Regions from separate parts of the Sus scrofa genome. Here all the other regions are linked to region 2. Evidence: chromatin contacts called from public Hi-C and HiChIP or PLAC-seq data. All regions are on one chromosome and are shown on one strand. The core of a region is the stretch at or near the end of the contact, and the rest is flanking DNA. Distances in the headings are between cores, read along the strand shown. Region 1 holds the start of SLC30A1 (solute carrier family 30 member 1). Region 2 holds the start of INTS7 (integrator complex subunit 7). Region 3 holds the start of TMEM206 (transmembrane protein 206).

What was found. A called contact is a pair of places that touch in the nucleus more often than the background predicts. HiChIP or PLAC-seq counts read pairs in DNA pulled down with a chosen protein or histone mark.
Region 1: a Hi-C map of embryonic fibroblasts shows a contact between it and region 2, with 2.7 times the contacts expected there. The contact joins the promoter of SLC30A1 here to the promoter of INTS7 in region 2. A contact is called at or near these places in 2 of 47 Hi-C or Micro-C datasets (embryonic fibroblasts and liver).
Region 3: an H3K27ac HiChIP or PLAC-seq map of skeletal muscle shows a contact between it and region 2, with 6 times the contacts expected there. The contact joins the promoter of TMEM206 here to the promoter of INTS7 in region 2. A contact is called at or near these places in 1 of 5 promoter capture datasets (fetal skeletal muscle), 3 of 47 Hi-C or Micro-C datasets (blood, liver and skeletal muscle) and 2 of 2 datasets of contacts at active chromatin or transcription factors (alveolar macrophages and skeletal muscle).

What each region holds. Positions count from the first base shown.
Region 1 is chr9:131,631,945-131,634,871 of Sscrofa11.1, reverse strand. It overlaps SLC30A1 (solute carrier family 30 member 1), which reads right to left and starts at 1,286. Exons shown (of 2, transcript NM_001139470.1): 1 at 658-1,286. The coding sequence starts at 1,273.
Region 2 is chr9:131,274,281-131,276,980 of Sscrofa11.1, reverse strand. INTS7 (integrator complex subunit 7) reads right to left here and starts at 1,352. Exons shown (of 21, transcript XR_002336047.1): 1 at 1,140-1,352. DTL (denticleless protein homolog) reads left to right here and starts at 1,555. Exons shown (of 16, transcript XM_013979970.2): 1 at 1,555-1,739. The coding sequence starts at 1,688.
Region 3 is chr9:130,966,705-130,969,615 of Sscrofa11.1, reverse strand. It overlaps TMEM206 (transmembrane protein 206), which reads right to left and starts at 1,408. Exons shown (of 8, transcript XM_005667859.3): 1 at 1,227-1,408. The coding sequence starts at 1,262.

The sequences.
Region 1 (2,927 bases), core at 37-2,536, 360 kb before region 2:
AACATGCCCAGACAGGTCCGAAGTCTAAGATTTTCAGGGTTTGGTTTAGATTTTAGAAAATTACCTGAAACATACACGGCTGTTCTTAAGAAGAACCTTGAACCAGGGTTTTGAACTCAGGCAAGTCAATCGCTAGATAGCTGGCTCGGGATACATCAAGAAACTTGTTGGAAGGGCCTCAGAACTACTTGGGCAGAGCAAGGTCCCAAACAGCCAACAACTAAGGACCAGCGGGGGATTCTCTCCGTGGGCCGACAGGGTCAAGAAATTGAATTAGGAAGCAGTTTGGATCCTGCTAACGCCCAAATCAGACACTCTCTTGAAACGGCAGCCTGAGAAGACAGCCAAGTGTGGGGTGCGGGCAGCAGGGGGCTGACGGTCACCCCTGACCTTTGTCTGCTCTCACAGCCGCGATGCCTCGTCTACACCCACCCCCCAACCCCCGAAGCGTCCCCGGGCTCATGACACCAGGCTGAAAGGGGGAAACCTGCGTTTCCGCGCCTTCTGGGCGGGCGCGGGACCGGGAAGGAGCGGCGAGGCGGCGGTGCGGCGCGGCGCGGCCCGCTGGGCACCAGGGGGCGTGCGGGCCACCCCGCCCGGGGCCACCCGGGGTCTGGGCTCCCCAGGGCCAACCACCTGCGGCGGCGACCACCTCACCTGTCCGGTCCAATTTCAGCCCGTTGGAGTTGCTGCTCTTGGCCACCAGGATGTTGGTCTCCTCCTGGTCGGTTCCCTGCTCCCCTGGGGCCGCGCTGCTGTCGCTACCGCCGGCGCGGCTGCTCTTGCCGCGGCCCCCCTTGGGGAGGCCGTGGCCGTGCCCCCCGTGCGAGTGGCCGTGGCCGGAGTCGTTGCCGAAGCCGCTGTGATGGTGGAAGAGGCAGAGCCCCAGCACGTTGACCACCAGCCCCGCCACGCCGACCCCGAGGACCACCAGCGGCTGCTGCATCTCGTGCGGCTCGATGAAGCGCTCGATGGCCTCCAGCAGGATGGCGAAGCAGAGGCCGGTCAGGAAGATGGCGTTCACCAGAGCCCCCATCACTTCGGCCCGGATCCAGCCGAACGTGTTCTTCTGGGTGGCGTGGGTCCGCCGGGCGAAGCGCTCGGCCACCAGCGCCACCACCAGCGCCAGCACGTCCGACAGCATGTGGAAGGAGTCCGAGAGCATCGCCAGCGACGAGGTCACCCGGCTCACCACCACCTCCAGGACCATGAACATGAAGGTCAGTAACAGCATGCAGAGCAGCCGGCCCCGGTTCCGACCCCAGCACCCCATGGCTGCGGCTTAGGGGCCCGCCGAGCGCGGCCCGGACACTCGTGAGGCGGCGGCGGCGGCGGCGAGGCGCCGAGGGCCGGCGGCCCGGCCACGGAGGAGGAAGGGCGCCGCCGGGCTCTCACCGCCGGAGCCCGGCCGCTCGGGAGCCTGCGGTGGGGCCTCCGCCGCCGGACAGGGGCGAGCCCGGGGTCAAGCCGCCGCGCCCCCGCGCCTGCGGGCGTCCCCGGCGGGCCGGTGGCGCGCAGCTCCTCAGGCGTCTGTCCTCGGAGCCGGCGCGGAGGCCCGGCTCAGCCCCAGCAGCCCCCACACCCACGGCGGGGCGGCGGAGGTGGGGAACTGGGGCTCCCGGAGCCCGCGGACCAAGAGCCGGAGCAGGAGCGGGCGGGCGACGGGCAGCTCTGCGCTGTGAAGACTCCAAGCATCTGCCGGCTCTCCGCGCAGGTCTCCCTCTCTCAGGTCTCCCTCCGGTGTGGCTCGGACCGAGGAGCCGACGCCTGAAGAGCTGAAGAGGCGGCAGCAACCGCAGCTGCACTCGGCCCGGTGTCGGGCGCCTTCTTCGCCCCCCCGCCTTTGCAGACGGTTTACAAAAAAACTTTGCTTTGCACTCGGAACCCCCGTTTTCACACGGACCCGAGCGTGACAAGGCCTCGCCGCCCCGCCCACCAGGCCCGGCATGCTTCCCCATTGGCCAGGACCTCCTCACGACAGCCGCCGCGCCCCGCCTATCCGCGCTCACTATTGGATGGAGCCCGGCGGGGCGGGAGGGGGCGGTGTCGTGGCTCTAACAGATAGGGGCGGGGCCTTTCCCTTCAGGAGCCGGGCGTGGGCCGGGGGCCGCGGCCGGGTGCAGCGCCTGGCGTCGTGGGGGAGGGTGGGGGGCGCGGGCCGCGTGCAGCAGGAGGGGGAGGGGCGGGGCGGGGCAGCCGGGGTCCTCCCGGCGTGGCGGGGCTCCTGCTCTGGCGCTGCGGGTTCTCGCAGCTCCCAGCACACCTACGGGGCCCGGCAGCAAACAGACTTTGATCCTCCGAGCCGGGTCCACGTGGGGCGGGCCGCGCGGCCGCTGTGACAGGCGGCAGCCTGGGAAGGGCCGAAAGGGGGAGCCCCTGTGTGCGGGGCCCTCGGGTGGGCCCTCCTGTCAAAAAGCCCCGAGATTAGGCCGACGGACTCGAAAGCAAGGGCAGCACGCAACTTGTGACTCCGCTCAACACCCAGCTGAGTTAGTCCGAGGAGGTCCTGCGAGGCGATGAAGGGAATCTTCGTAAATGTTTCAATAAAGCGAAGCACCCGCATCACCACCATCCCCAGGAGACCTTGCGTGAAGCCGTATATTTCTGTCACTGATTATCTAAGGGCCACTTAGGTACAGACTTAAAGCAGGAGAAACCGGGGTTCTGGCCCTTGCTTTGCCACCAGCCAGCTGTCTGGCTTTGAGCAAGTCAACTCATCTCTCTCGACCTGTTTCTTCATCAAGTAAAGGATTGGTCAAGAGAAATTCTTACGATTCCTCCCGGCTCTCAAATTCTAAGACTCTATGATTTAACACACATTTATTTTATTTAGAGACTACAAACAGCAGAACCCCGTGTTGGTTGCTATGGGGAAAGGGAGGGGCAGTAAGAATACAGAAGAATGAGCTTCTGTCCAGGTGGAGGTA
Region 2 (2,700 bases), core at 103-2,602:
AGGAGTTAAAAGCTTTTTTTAAAGTTTAAAACACTTATTCAGACCAACCCACTTTAAATGTTTACAGGTCAAAACCAAACAAAACAAATAAACAAAAAGAGTACCCCCCCTAAAGTCAATGTAGTGACCAAGTCAGAGAGCTGGGAAGTGACTCCGATTGGACTTAAAGGAAGAGCGTTCTGCTAGTCCAATTCTTGTTTTTTACACACAAAAATTAATGTATGCCAGATGTTTCCCCCATTCAATAAAAAGCATTTAAGTACACTGAACAAAAGTTTCATTTTAATACTTGAGTTTTTTACTGACAAAGATCTCCCCCTGCCTCCCATATGTATGGGTAAGGCAATTTTTTTTCTGCATTTAATAAAGACTTCTCTTGCACATCATTAAATCACTTAATATTGACAACAATCTTGCCAGCTCAATGGTACTTTACCCACTTTGCAGAGAAAAAAACCAAGGTTAGGTGAAGTTAGGTCACCTGTCCGTCATCATAAAATCAGCGGAATTAAAATTCAACTCCGTCTACCTAAAGCTCCTTCTACTACACCAAGCTCCCAACCCCCACTTCACCCTTGCCCAGCCGACTCCACCACCCACCATCCCTCCCACGCCCGTAAGGAAATAGAACTCGTGGAATCTGTCTGCACAGAATGAGCAAGGGCTGTGCTTTTCGGATGGACTTGTCCCTATTTAACCTGCGTAGTAACTGGCAGGTAACAGTTACAGAAATCAAGTGAATCGCAATAAAATCGGTCCAAGGTTATTATTCAGCACTCTTTTGGTGAAGACCTGGTCTCAATCGACTATAATGAAAACTAATTTCTCAATTTCAATGTAGCATTTTTAGAAACTGCTCGGAAAATCGGGGGACTGTGCCCTCAAGCGGTCAAGACGGGCCCATCACTGGAGTTTTCTACTTTTTCAGCGTGTGTGAGGCCCATCCGGCAACGCTGCAATTTTCAGGAACAACCTCCCCAAGCTGCAAATGCCTTACCAAAAGCACAAGCACCCGCGCCTGCCCCGCCCAGGGAAGATGTGCGCATGCGCCTTCCCAGCCTCTTCCTAGGCTACCACCGCCTGGTGGCGCCAGTTCCCCCCACACCCGTTCCACCCGCTTCGCCCGCTCTTTCGCATACCTTTGTCTAATTCCATAAGGGCAGAGTTAGCATCCAGCTCCTGTTCGCCATAGCCAGCATCTGCCAGAAAAGACTTCGTTGAGTTTGACGCCATGATCCGAATAGTTACTCGACTAGCCTATTCAGAAAGATTGCAAACTCTGCCTCAGCCCCGCCATCTTCTTCCACCACCTTCTCGCGGATTTTTCCTCCGCGCTCTGCCGAGCCGAGTTACGCATGCGCCCAGGCCTCCCCGCCGTTCGCCGGCGCCTCTGCGGCCCCCCGCGCAGGCGCTCAGGGAGCTCTGGAACTCTAGGTTCCCGCGGCTGGGAGAAAAGGAGGCGGAGATTCGAAGGGGGAAGTGACTCGGACGCGCCCGGACGCCGCGGCGGGAGCCAATCAGAGGGCGTGACGTCAGTTTGGCGGGGAGTTTGGTGGCCGGGGCTTACAGTGGCGGGAGTTGGAGGCAATAACTCGTCGTGTTCTGAAGGGCGCAAGAGACGGTTTCTGCTGCATCGGGGGGCTTTTCCGCGGCTTTTCCTTCACTTGAGCCTTTCCCTCCGGCCCAGATGCTCTTCAGTTCGGTGCTCCGCCAGCCCCAATTTGGCGTCCCAAGGAGTGGTGAGTAACGGCCCTAACCGCTGCCTTTGGCCGGCGGATCCACCTCCCCCGTAACAGCACCTCAGACCAGTGCCCACGCCGATGCCGTTTCCCAGCCGCCGGGTTCTCCCGCAGCCGAGCGAGTTCGCGGAGGCGAGGAGTACCGAGGAAAGCTGCACTTGCGGGCCCTCGAGACACGTTCCGTCGTAATCGGGACTTTTTCGGTCAGGACTGTGGCCTGACGGAGGGAGGGACGTTGAGTTCACTGGCCTCCATTACGGCCTGTGTCCATTTTGCTCATTAAGTGGAAAATGCGTGCATCTGAGTAGGTGTGGTTCTCGCAGCAGCTACGCGAGGCCGTCCGGACTCATATTCATTGGTGAATTCATTCATTTGTGGTAGAACCTTAGTGAGCCCGACTATTTGCTGTGTACACCAGTGAAAATGACCCGCTGTTAGGGAACTCCGTCAAGCAGAGAAGATAGCACATCTGCTTTTAGCATGGTCAAATTTTTTTCCTCCCGATTAACACATGGGCACAAAAATCCGTAATTGCAGAGCGAAAAATGCTTATGAGCGTATGTCCCAGAAATGACGGCTATGAATAGATTGAAATATCTTAATCCAGATGTTTTTCAATGTCAGAGGTAATAATTGTTATTTACAGAAATGGGGTAAAAATGTTTTGTCTCGTTTTTCACTTTAACGGTGTAACTTGGAACTGTTGCCGTATTAGTATCTAGATATCTATCTTGTTCTCTCCAGTTCTTTAAGTCCCTTAGGTTAAAACATTGGCAATGAGAATTTTGAGTTTAAGTTTGGTATCATCAACCTGAAACTTTCTTCTTAGTTTCTGATAAGGGAGTTACTACCCAGACAGACTAAGCATGGATACAAATGAAATCTCATTCATTTAAAGATAAACTAGGTCTTCCTTCCCCCTTGAAATCATGTGGAAAACAAGAAGAAAACAATCTGAGAA
Region 3 (2,911 bases), core at 159-2,658, 310 kb after region 2:
GCAGGAGCACATTTTTAAAGGAAGAGTTCCGGGGGTGGGCCAGAACCCAGGTGGGCGAGGAGAGGATGAAGCTGTAGCTTTTAAGAAGACACAGCTGCAGGGCTGTGAAAGCCTGTTCGGTTGGTTCGGTTCTGAGCAGACCGAGGGCAGCACCAGGTGTGCGTAAAAGGGAACCTGACGCAAGAGACCAAGAGAAAAAGGGTGCATTTCTATGTATGACTGCGTTGCTGTGCCTTACCACAGAAACTGACTGTAAATCAACTACACTCGACGTTTTTTTAAAAGGTGGGGGAGGGGGATGCTCTGGGATCAAGGCAGGGCCCCCAGACGAATCCGCACAGCACGGGGACACCACAGGGAGCGGTAACGCAGACCCGGGGACACAAACCTGAGGGCTGAGGACGTGGAACTGCCTGAACTTAGCACGAGAGGGGAGCGGCGCGCGGGGCGCACAGGAGGGAAGATAACCAGAGATGACCAAGGGTTGGGGCCCTAGAGGAGGAGGAGGAGAGCAGTTCACTAGTGTCAGCAAGAGTCAGGAGGAGCTGGTCTGAGGGAACAGCTGGAACCGCACGCAGCGCGTAGCTCGGGACCGACCAGAGACAAAGAACTGGAAAGTGGGAGTTACGGTCGTGAGAGGAGGCGAGCCTGCAGAGAGACACGGAGCGGGGCGAGAAGCAGCTCTGTCGGGGAGAGCCATTTCAAAGTGAGCTGCCATCCAGACAGGCTGTAACTCTCCCTGTCGGTAACAGCTGCAGCGGCCACGAGGCCTTGCGCCGGGAGGGGGCTGAAGCCCACCGCGCCTGGGCTGCAGCTGGGAGAAGGACGCGGGTGCTTCCACTTGCTGCAAAAAAAAAAAAAAAAAAAAAAAAACAGAGTTCTCGGGGCAACCGCGGGGCTCGCCTGGCCCGCTGTGCTGGTGCCTGGGTCCGACGAGGCTTTAATCATTCACCTGCTGGCTACGGGTCGCGGCTCCGGTGCCCCCGCTCCATCCTTCGGCCAAGCGCCGGCAGCATCCGGAGGAGGCTCAGCGCCCCGCTTCCTTCCTGCTCCGCCGCAGCTCGGCACGCGAGGACCGCTCACCCGACGCATTCACCGCTCCTCGGAAGCGCGCTCGGCCCGCCCGGACGCCCCCCTCAGCCCAGCAGCCCGGACCCCCGGGGACCCGCTCCGGCCCACAGGAAACTTTGCTGTCCCTCCTACCCATCTCCCCAACCGCCTCGTACCTCCTGGTAAGACGTAGAGAGCTCCTGCCGGATCATGGCACTGAGCGGAGTTAAGACACACCCGAGTCCGCTGCAGCCCGCGGGGAGCACAGACTGGAGCTCCGCCGCTGCAACACCCAGACCCGCGGGCTCCGAGCTGCGAGTCCGGCTCGGAGGAGGGGCTTCGAGATCAGGCGGGGCCGCACTCGGCGCAGGCGCCTTGCTCCGCCGCCGCCGGGGCCGCTAAAGGCTTGCTGGGAAATGTAGTTCTGGGCAGGGGGCACTCGGCACTCCTGGGGCAGCGAAGCCTGCGCTTTACCCAGAGCGAGGCTTAACCCGCGCTTAGACACACGTGCTTTCTTCGTCTCTTGCTTCCTCTGTTTATTGGAGGGGGAAGGGCGGAGAAAATGAGTAGAAAGTGGAACAAGAGGGCCAAGTCAGACGGGATCCTTATCTTTAACTGCAAGAGGAAGCTTGCCTGGTGGTTTTTAACCATCGTAAATGTTGGGAGCGCATTTTATACGTTACAAAGCACTTTCACGCACTAATTATGCCTTTTATCCTTCGAGGAACCATGTAAGGAGCGCATTTTCCTCCCCGTTTTACAGATGAGGAAACTGAGGTAACACGTTTCAGAAAAGATGGGGAGAAGGCCATGAACAAGTGGTTATTTAATCCAAGAACAAACACAGAAGCCAAGTTCTTTCCATTATTCCTGGGACAGACACTGGAATCAGGACACAATAGGTTCTTGCCCAGGCTCAGCCCCTCCCGCAGGTGTTGTTAATACTTTGGGCCCTTCTCTGTTCGCCTTAGAATGCATCTGCCCTGCCTCACAGCAGCAGAAGCCTCCTGCCCTGACTGTGATGGAGAATAGGATGTTTACCGCGAGGCGGGCGAATCCAGGACCGCACGGCCCCCTCCTCCCACTGCCTGAACAGCGGTTCTGTGTGGCCGCCCTGGGCTGCTTCGTGGTGAAGCAGAGAGAAGTTGCTGATGCCTTGGTGAATGCTGCTCTGTGTCCTGGGCAGCTGCAGCTCTGCCAACCCCTGCATTCAGGGCCTCTTCGCTCCTCGGTGGCAACCACAGGAGCGGCAACCACATCAGAGCACCCTGACTCTCCAGTGTGTTAGTAGTGAGAGGCCTCCACCACCTCTTCTGACCACCCTAGGCCAGCCCAGGCCCTCTGCTCTCACATCTATTAAACAGGACAATATAAATGGTACCTAACACATCATAGGCACCAGCAATGTTTGTTGAATTTATGAATGGGACACTTATTCCAGCCATTTCATTGAAGAGTTGCTTGCCAAAACAAACAACAACAACCAACTCATTCAATTTCTTGCTGCATCACTAGAAGGTGGGTGTGTGTGTGTGGGGGGGGTGACAGAACAAGTCACACAAAGCATAAAATTTTAAAGCTGGAAGGAACCAGAGACATCTAGTCCAGCCCTATCATTCCTCTCTACTCCTGTTGCTGTGACCAAACTGGAAAATTACAGGCTTCCACATTAGAAGGAGACACTAACACAATATTGGACATGGTTTAACAGATGCAATGTGCTGGGCATTGGGATACAGACATGAAGGGGATGCTCCAAAGTCTTTGCTCTTGTGGCTCTTCCCACCGGAAAGCCAAGACGCAGACCATGAACGTGTAAATAGAATTTGCTATACTTGCTGTCCCCGCGTCCTCTCCTCCC